2 separate regions of the Mus musculus genome follow, and region 2 is linked to region 1. The links are chromatin contacts, called in public HiCAR-type maps. All regions are on one chromosome and are shown on one strand. The core of a region is the stretch at or near the end of the contact, and the rest is flanking DNA. Distances in the headings are between cores, read along the strand shown. Region 1 holds the start of Ssr3 (signal sequence receptor, gamma). Region 2 overlaps Gfm1 (G elongation factor, mitochondrial 1).

Region 1 (4,196 bases), core at 72-2,571:
ACTACATACACATTTCAAACTAATGCTTATAAATCATGTTTAAGACCCCCTAACATAAAATATGCAGACTGGGGTTGGGTTTAGGGTACTTACTTGTGCTTCAGAACAAATTTTACATTCTTGTACGCGAAGGCTACTAAGTAAGTGCTTACTAAGGTCATCACACTGTAGAGCACAGCAGACTGGATGAGATCCATATGCCATATTCTCCAATACAACCCTGAGATAAGACAAAAGCAAGGGACACACAACATCACTGCCCCATTGCACATGCCAGACTACAGCTAAGCCAGGTAAATGAGAGTCAGTAAATCCCACCCAGTATCCGAAAAACTTCACTAGAGGTGAGATAGACAATAAACTGGGTTTGTCCCAGTTCAGGGCTTTCCCAGTACAGAAAGGTAGGCTGTGGGGATATTGCTAGTCTAGAAATTTCATCTTCTAACTTGAGAACAAACTGGGAGTGGGGATTACAAATAATAACAATTTCACTCATGGAATACTAGGAAGTTAAAACACGGGCCATTTTAAATCAACCGCTGTCCCAAAACTTTGGTTAACTTGCTGACGTGGCTGCTCACTGAAATCCAAACAATGCTTTGTCGGGCCAGTGAACCCAGGGGGCTCCACACCACATTCACTGCAAGCTGAGCTTTTTACAAGGCCAAAATAACAAAGAACTTTTTTTGGACATGATTGGCCTGCAGCACTGCGGCAGTGCGGGTCAGGAGACAGGAAACTCGGAAAACCTGGACTTGGAGACAGTTTTGGCCTTCAAGTGGGCAGTTTCTCATTCAATCGAGAAGGCTCGAGCTGCTCTCTAGGAGTTATTGAAATCCTAAACAAGGCTGATCGCGGACCTCGGGCAAGGCCTAACTTGGCATTCTGCACGTCCAAAGGATGCTCGGGAGTAAGGGGAGGTTTGCCACGGGTCACGCTGCTAATTCAGTGAAGGTTTATCAGTGGCTCCCCCGCCCGGTTCATTAAAGACATCCTAGTGTCCAACAGTGGTGAGGAGAAGGGCAGTGTACCAAAAAGAGATTCCGGGCCAGAACCCGCGCCCGGCTCAGAAGCACGCCGCGAGTGACTTCCCGAGGACGCTGCTCCGGACACTAGGCCTCCCCGCCGCGCCCGCCACGTCCCCGCCGCCACCGCCGCCCGCCCGAAGCTCACAGATGGGGATGGCAGACACGATGAACGCGTTCCCGAAGAACAGCGCCGACGATTTGGCCGACAGGTTGCGGCTGAAATCCTGAAGGAGCAGGTCCTCCTCGGACTGCTGCTTGGAGCCGCCTTTGGGAGCCATGGCCGAGCTGAAGACTGGAGGCCGGGAGCAGGGAGGCAGGGAAGGTTCAGAAGGCCGCGTATCCGCCCGCGACCCGTCAGCGCAACGCGGAGGCGGGACTCCGCAGGGTACGCTGCTTCGGGATTGGCCATCTTGCCGTCGTTTCACAAGCGTCGAGGTACGATTGGGCATGCGAACAAGACTTCCGCATCCTTCAGGGTACGTGGCGCCTCAATGCCACAAAGAATGAAGGGATTTGTAGTTTAGTGTGTAGTTTAGAGCTGCTCTCTAACTCGCCTGCCTCAGTCTCCAGAGACAGGCTTGGATAATCGAAATGAGCAACCATACAAGCAGTACTGTTTTAACTAACTAACCAGCTAGCTAACGAACTAACTAACGTTATTGGTATTTCATTCCACATGTGCACTTTATATTTCTTTTTAAATTTATTACATTGATTGAACAATTGGCTCATTGGTTGATTGATGATTAGTTGATTGATTGATTGGTTGGAGGGCCGTGCCACAACGTTGTCAGAACACAACTTGAGGAAGTTAGTTGTCTACTTTTACTTTCTGGGTCCCAGAGATTGAACCAAATTGTCACGTTTGTGTCTTTACCCTCTGAGCCATCTGCATGGTTTAATTTATTATTATTATTATTATTATTATTATTATTATTATTATTACTATTACATCATTTTAATCAACAAAGCCTCTTAGCCTCTAAAAGACTCTCTCATTACAGTCTTTAGAATTGGAAAATAAAAAAACTCTTGTGGAGTTTTACTCCTGGCCCAGACCCGCGGCGGAAGCGAGCCATGGCTGTCTATCACGGGATGCTGCGCTTCGGGAGGCTGTGTATCGCGAGCCTGGGGGCGCGGGGCCCCCGGACGCTGCTCACTCGCCCTCGGCCGAACTCGAAGTTGCAGAGTGTCCGCGCTCTCAGTTCTGGAATGGTGAACTGCACCAACCCCTTGCCCATTGGAGGCCTCAGCTACATTCAGGGCCACACCGACTCCCATCTTGTGAACACAACTGTGGGCGAGTGCCTTGACGCCACAGCGCAGAGGTTCCCCGACAGAGAGGCTTTGGTTATCCTCCATGAAAACATCAGGCTGAACTTTGCGCAGCTCAAGGAGGAGGTGGACAAAGCTGCTTCTGGTCTTCTGAGCATTGGCCTCCGCAAGGGTGACCGGCTGGGCATGCAGGGACCCAACTCCTATGCCTGGGTACTTATTCAGCTGGCTACTGCCCAGGCAGGCATCATCCTGGTGTCTGTGAACCCAGCCTACCAGTCCTCAGAACTGGAATATGTCCTCAGAAAGGTAGGCTGCAAAGGTATTGTGTTTCCCAAACAATTCAAGACCCAGCAGTACTACGACATCCTGAAGCAGGTCTGTCCTGAGCTGGAAAAGGCTCAGCCAGGGGCCTTGAAGAGTGAGAGACTCCCAGACCTGACTACAGTCATCTCCGTGGATGCCCCTCTGCCGGGGACCCTGCTCCTGGATAACATCGTGGCAGCCGGTGGCAAGGAACAGAACCTAGCCCAGCTGCGGTACAACCAGCGGTTCTTGTCCTGCTACGACCCCATCAACATCCAGTTCACCTCGGGGACAACTGGAAACCCCAAGGGGGCCACTCTTTCCCACCACAACATCGTAAACAACTCCATGCTGATAGGCCAGCGTCTGAAGATGCCCACAAAGACTGCAGAGGAGTTGCGCGTGGTCCTGCCCAGTCCCCTGTACCACTGCCTGGGCTCCGTGGGGGGCACAATGGTGTCTATGATGCATGGTGCCACTCTCCTCCTGTCTTTTCCAAGCTTCAATGGCAAGAAGGCATTGGAAGCCATCAGCAGAGAGAAAGGCACCCTCCTGTATGGCACACCCACGATGTTTGTGGATATTCTGAATCAGCCAGACTTCTCCAGTTATGATTTCACAAGCATTCGTGGAGGTGTGATTGCTGGGTCCCCAGCACCCCCGGAATTGATTCGAGCCATCATCAACAAGATGAACATGAAGGAGCTGGTGGTTGTTTATGGAACCACAGAGAACAGTCCCGTGACCTTCATGAACTTTCCCGAGGACACCCTGGAGCAGAAGGCTGGAAGTGTGGGCAGAATTATGCCTCACACGAAGGCCCAGATTGTGAATGTGGAGACGGGTGAGCTGACCAACCTGAACGTGCCTGGGGAGCTGTATATCCGAGGGTACTGCGTCATGCAGGGCTACTGGGGTGAGCCACAGAAGACCTTCGAGACGGTCGGACAAGACAAGTGGTATCGGACAGGAGACATTGCTTCGATGGATGAACAAGGCTTCTGCAAGATCGTCGGCCGATCAAAGGATATGATCATCCGTGGCGGTGAGAACATCTACCCTGCAGAGCTGGAGGACTTCTTCCTCAAGCACCCACAGGTGCAGGAAGCGCAGGTGGTTGGGGTGAAGGACAAGCGGATGGGGGAGGAAATCTGTGCTTGCATTCCGCTGAAGAGCGGAGAGACCACCACGGCGGAGGAGATCAAAGCTTTCTGCAAAGGGAAGATTTCCCACTTTAAGATTCCCCGATACATCGTGTTTGTTGAAGGCTATCCTCTCACCATCTCAGGAAAGATCCAGAAATTCAAACTCCGAGAGCAGATGGAACAGCATCTAAAACTGTGAAGCAAAGGAGGGTCCTCCCAGCCCTCCCAGAGCCCCTCAGTCCTCCCACACAAAGGAGGGTCCTCCCAGTCCTCCCAGAGCTCCTCAGCCCTCCCACACAAAGGAGGCCCCTCCCCCAGAGCCCTTCAGTCCTCCCACACAAAGGAGGGTCCTCTCAGCCCTCCCAGAGCCCCTCAGCCCTCCCACACAAAGGAGGGGCCTCACAGCCCTCCCAGAGCCACTCAGTCCTCCCACACAAAGGAG
Region 2 (4,389 bases), core at 1,790-4,289, 2.1 Mb after region 1:
GGTCCATAGTTGGATCGAGTAAAGCAAGCCTTAAGGAGATGGCATGTTTTTATTCCTATCCCCCCAGGACATTTCTTCCATGAGGACTGGAGAGAGGGCTCAGTGGCTAAATTCACCTTGTGCTCTCGCAGGGGACTTAAACTCAGTTGCTAGCACTCAGGTTGCACGGCTCACAACTCCAGTGTCAGGGGATCAGTGCCCTCTTCTTGCCCACATGTACATGACGACATAGTACACGCATGCACGGACACAAATGAGCACTTGAAAAGTAAGGGCTGGGCAAGGTAGCCGTTAGTCCTGGACCTCAGGAGGGAGAGGCTGGATGGGTTTTCTGAGTTCAAGGCCAGACTGGAGTCCAATAATGAGTTCCAAACAGAGTTACACCGAGAAGCCCCATCTCAGAGAATAATGTATTAATTAAATTTAAAACATGGAGGCCAGCTCAGTACAGATTAAAGAGTCTCCCAAGATCAAATGCAACTATGTGGTCAACTGTAAACAAGCGATACGAGATTGTCATCGTGTGTTAAAAGCCCCGACAACAGGTTTTATGTTATTTCACTGAGCTTGTGTACAAATAGGAAACTTTGTAAATTTTAGCAGATAGAGCAGTTGGTACTAAGTATAAATTAATGAGTCAAAATTAGAATTCACTTCTATAAGATATGTAAAGGTTGTTTGTGTTATTAGAATATCACATCTGATTCTTAACAGTTATTAAAATAATTTAAACTTTGCTGTTCAGTTATTTACTATATTTTATTGAATGTGAATGTGAATTTTACTATGGTATTTTTTTCTTTCATTTTAGAGAATGGAGAGAGAATATGGCTGCCCTTGTATCACAGGAAAACCCAAAGTAGCCTTTAGAGAGACCATTGTTGCCCCAGTGCCGTAAGTATACAATGCAATTAGACTCCGTGAGGCTGAAGTGAAGTTTTATTAGGGGATAGACATAGTACCATTACTGTTGGAAAGACATTTTTAGGTAGTACTATTCTTTATTATGGAATCTATGCAGCTCGGTACTGTAGCCAAGACATAAAGAGTGACACTGGTATTCCTTTGGCCCGTTAGGCTAGATGCCAGTGAGGCCAGTCACACACGTGGTTAGCGAGCATGCTGACGGTTGTCTACGGGTTAGCGTCTTGTTCACTCCGCCTGCCCTTCCTTTGGGAGGCGGCTGTTGTGTTTTACTTTTGTGCCGTACTGTGGATGCCACAGGACTTGCATTTGCCAGGGAATAATCTCCTGCAAGTAAAGAAAGCTAATGTCATTGTGAGACTAGAAAATATAATTGGGTTTCTATTGTCTTGATGCTACTATTTAAAATGTCTTCAGCAGAAATAGCATCAGGCAAATCCAGTCGCTACAAGGATGATACACTTCGACTTGGTGCCTGTCTTAACTGTCAGTAACTTTTACTTAGTTTCAAAAGGAGTAAAGGGACTGTGTGGCTACAAAGCAATTCTTGATTTTCAGAGTGGCATCAAATAAAGAAAAGTTGTATATGTTACCTGCGATGCAATGTCGTGGAGTAGAATGGTGTAATCTAACTCAATGAAGTCATCGTTTCTTTGCTACAACAACAACAACAACAACAAAATGCTTAGACAACATCATGGCAAAAATGACATCTTAATTTCTTTTTTGCATTAATGTTGATTTATTCACTTCAGGTTAGCCTGGCAGAAAACTAGTTTCTTAAAATAATAACAATTCTTCTTTCAAATATTCTTTCAAGCCATTTTTTAAAAATCATTACTTGGCATTTGTTACTCTAAAAAATCGCTTCTCTGATTTTTCACCTTCCAATTTGTGGCAGCTATTTAAAAGCATTACTGTATGTAGCTTTTTATTTATGAACCCTAGTGTCAGTAATGGCAATGGGAACTCATATTAAAAGAAACCAATTATATAACATTCTTTAGAAAACTGACAATAATAAAATGTAATGACTAAGCTATCTGATTTTACAGTTAAAGCTTTGTTCCGTACTGATTGTTACTCAGGAATAAAAAGCAATTATGCAGTGAGCTACATAGAACCACTGCATCTATGTAGCTGTAGACATCATGAGAAGTGTGCTGTGCCCCATGAGGTTGCGGCTTCTGAAGGCTTCTTGCTGTGCTGAGACTCCAGTGGGCAGCACACGCTCCTGGGGCTCCTCCAGCTCGCACTGTTTGTTATACATGCAGCCCACAGCTACCACTCCCTACTGAAGTAAGTTTTCCTTTGAGTGTGGAAGCAAAGAGTTCCCTAACGTCATTGTTGACATGGATGGCATCCTCCATGTTGGATTTTAATAGGTACAGACGTATGACATGCATGAACTAAGCAGTACTTAAGCCTGCTGCCGGGGCTCTCGGGGATACCGCTCAAATACAGAGAAGATGGATAGGTTTATTTTTGTGAGCGTAAAACCGCTGGCTTGTATGTTGGTGGATGTAGCTTGAAGATTCTTGACTGTGGTTGTATGGCCTGTACCTGGCCTGGATTGGTAGTTCAGGGCCTTTAAAGGAATGCCGTGGCCAAGGTTGGTTGGTATCTGTGAATGCACCTGAAAAGCAGACTCTATTTCGTAAGCTTTGGCCTCTGTCTCCGAGAGCTGTCACCGGCTGTGTCTAGTAAGTGGTGACAGAGGCCCTGAAGACAGTGATGCTGTGCTGTTGGTTGCCTGAAAGCTGAAAGAGGGCAGCAGGAAGCCCTTTTCTCTCAGAATTGACAGAAACAACCTTTTTGCTTCCCAGTACTCATTCTTGTTTTCCATTAGATACTAGTTGGATTTCCTCTTTAACCTCAAAAGGTATAAACTAAAGAACATGTTCCTATGCATTTCTGCCCTAGGAAAATGCATTTCTCCATGACCATGGTGTCAGGCTTAAGAAATCATACGGCTCCTAACAAAATGTGAGGTCATAAACTGTGACTAAAAGGATTAGAGAAAAGAATCCCGAATGAGCCAAGGAACAACTCAAACTGCTCCAAGTTTACAGACAGAGACCACAGTGCCACAATTCTCTCTAGGGGGAAATGCCAGTCTTGTCTCTGGGTAGCCATGGAACTAGCATTCAGTAAAGAAAAATGCAGTTAGCTCTGCAGTACTTGACAATAGCGTTCAGATTCACTAGTGAGGTTGCTAAAGGAGCTACTCTTTAAGACCAAAGGAAAAAATATATATCATATATCATATATATATTACATATATATATTTAAAAAACATTAAAAAGTGTCAGATTTGGACTCACAACTTGATAGTTTTGGAAGTGCGGCTTTACTTGTGAGTGCTATAAAAAGTGGCCCTCAGGACCTGTGGAAACCAAATTAGGGACAGGGTGATTCCTTGAAAGTGTACAGTGTATCTGAGTGTTTGTTGTATACGTACTAACAAAGCTACAACCCTTTTGCTCTGGAACGGATCTGAACAAAGCATCACAGATAACAAAATCTGAATTTCTTGGCATGAAAGACAAACCGTAAGCCTGTGAAAATGCAGTCTAGAACTACTCATTATTAGAAGGTGCTTCATAGAAAACCCTTAGTCTTGCTCACACTCACTTCCCATATCGGGTGACCCCGGAAAGCACACTAACCAGAGGCAGCTGTTGGGAAGGCAGGTATTATGAACAGAGGCCTCGTCTGGGTTCTCTCTAACAAGCCACCTGACCTTCAGGACCAGTGTTGTTGCTCTCCGTGCTTCCTCTAAGCTGACTGACTAGCAGTGCCTTCAGACTGCCAGCCTCACTGGTTTCAATACAAGACAGCAATAGGAACACTATCCAACTCCAAACTCCAGTGCCTTGTCTGTATTACTGTTAATAGCACACTGTGTAGAGACTACGTACCACTTGCTTGACCGTCTGAATTTTTAACATTTTATACCATGTGTCTTCAGTCGAATTCTGCCACATTACATAACCGCAGGCGACCCAGGCTAAGTGCTGGACTGGCTTCATTTGTGGAGACACATTTCCAAAATTGTCTGGTAGAGAAAACATTTTAGATTAAAAATTAAGTCATAGTTATGCTATCTAACATGGGTAAACACTAAATTAAGCCATGAATGTATAAAATTCCAAAAAGCCTCTTTTGATTGCTGGCTTAGATTCGAAGTAAGTATTTTTGCAAAAGTCTAGTTATTTCCAACCTAGATACCATGAAACAGTTTTGAGGATGGACAGCAGAGGTGCATCTCAAGTTGGCAGAACATCATTTCCCATGCGCTATGTGTGTACCTGGGATGTCCTGTGCTTCCAGCGGTCTCTTCAGAGACATGAGGCTTTGATAAAATGTGTTATCTTCCTCATCTGGGTTCTTGCCGATTTCTCCTTCGAATGTGAAGTTGACTTCTGGTGCAGAGCCTTGTCCCATTTGGGGGTAAAGAACTTC

Evidence for each region. HiCAR-type assays count read pairs that join an accessible place to other places.
Region 2: a contact with region 1 is called in a HiCAR-type map of astrocytes, with 4 times the contacts expected there. The contact joins the enhancer-like site here to the promoter of Ssr3 in region 1. A contact is called at or near these places in 5 of 39 promoter capture datasets (hematopoietic stem and progenitor cells, hippocampal neurons, liver and 1 more) and 1 of 115 datasets of contacts at active chromatin or transcription factors (astrocytes).

What each region holds. Positions count from the first base shown.
Region 1 is chr3:65,391,232-65,395,427 of GRCm38.p6, forward strand. It overlaps Ssr3 (signal sequence receptor, gamma), which reads right to left and starts at 1,322. Exons shown (of 5, transcript NM_026155.3): 1 at 1,174-1,322; 2 at 94-220. The coding sequence starts at 1,306. It also overlaps the pseudogene Gm5540.
Region 2 is chr3:67,457,077-67,461,465 of GRCm38.p6, forward strand. Gfm1 (G elongation factor, mitochondrial 1) reads left to right here. Exons shown (of 18, transcript NM_138591.2): 13 at 812-894. Lxn (latexin) reads right to left here. Exons shown (of 6, transcript NM_016753.4): 3 at 4,236-4,389; 4 at 3,846-3,982; 5 at 1,518-1,580; 6 at 923-1,251. The coding sequence ends at 1,153. Among named protein-coding and RNA genes, the nearest start is that of Lxn, 4.6 kb to the right of the region's middle. Within about 2 kb of position 3,040, at least 13 of the 459 cell types and tissues checked have an H3K27ac peak or open chromatin away from gene starts, as enhancers often do. A contact at or near this core is called in astrocytes, where this site is marked.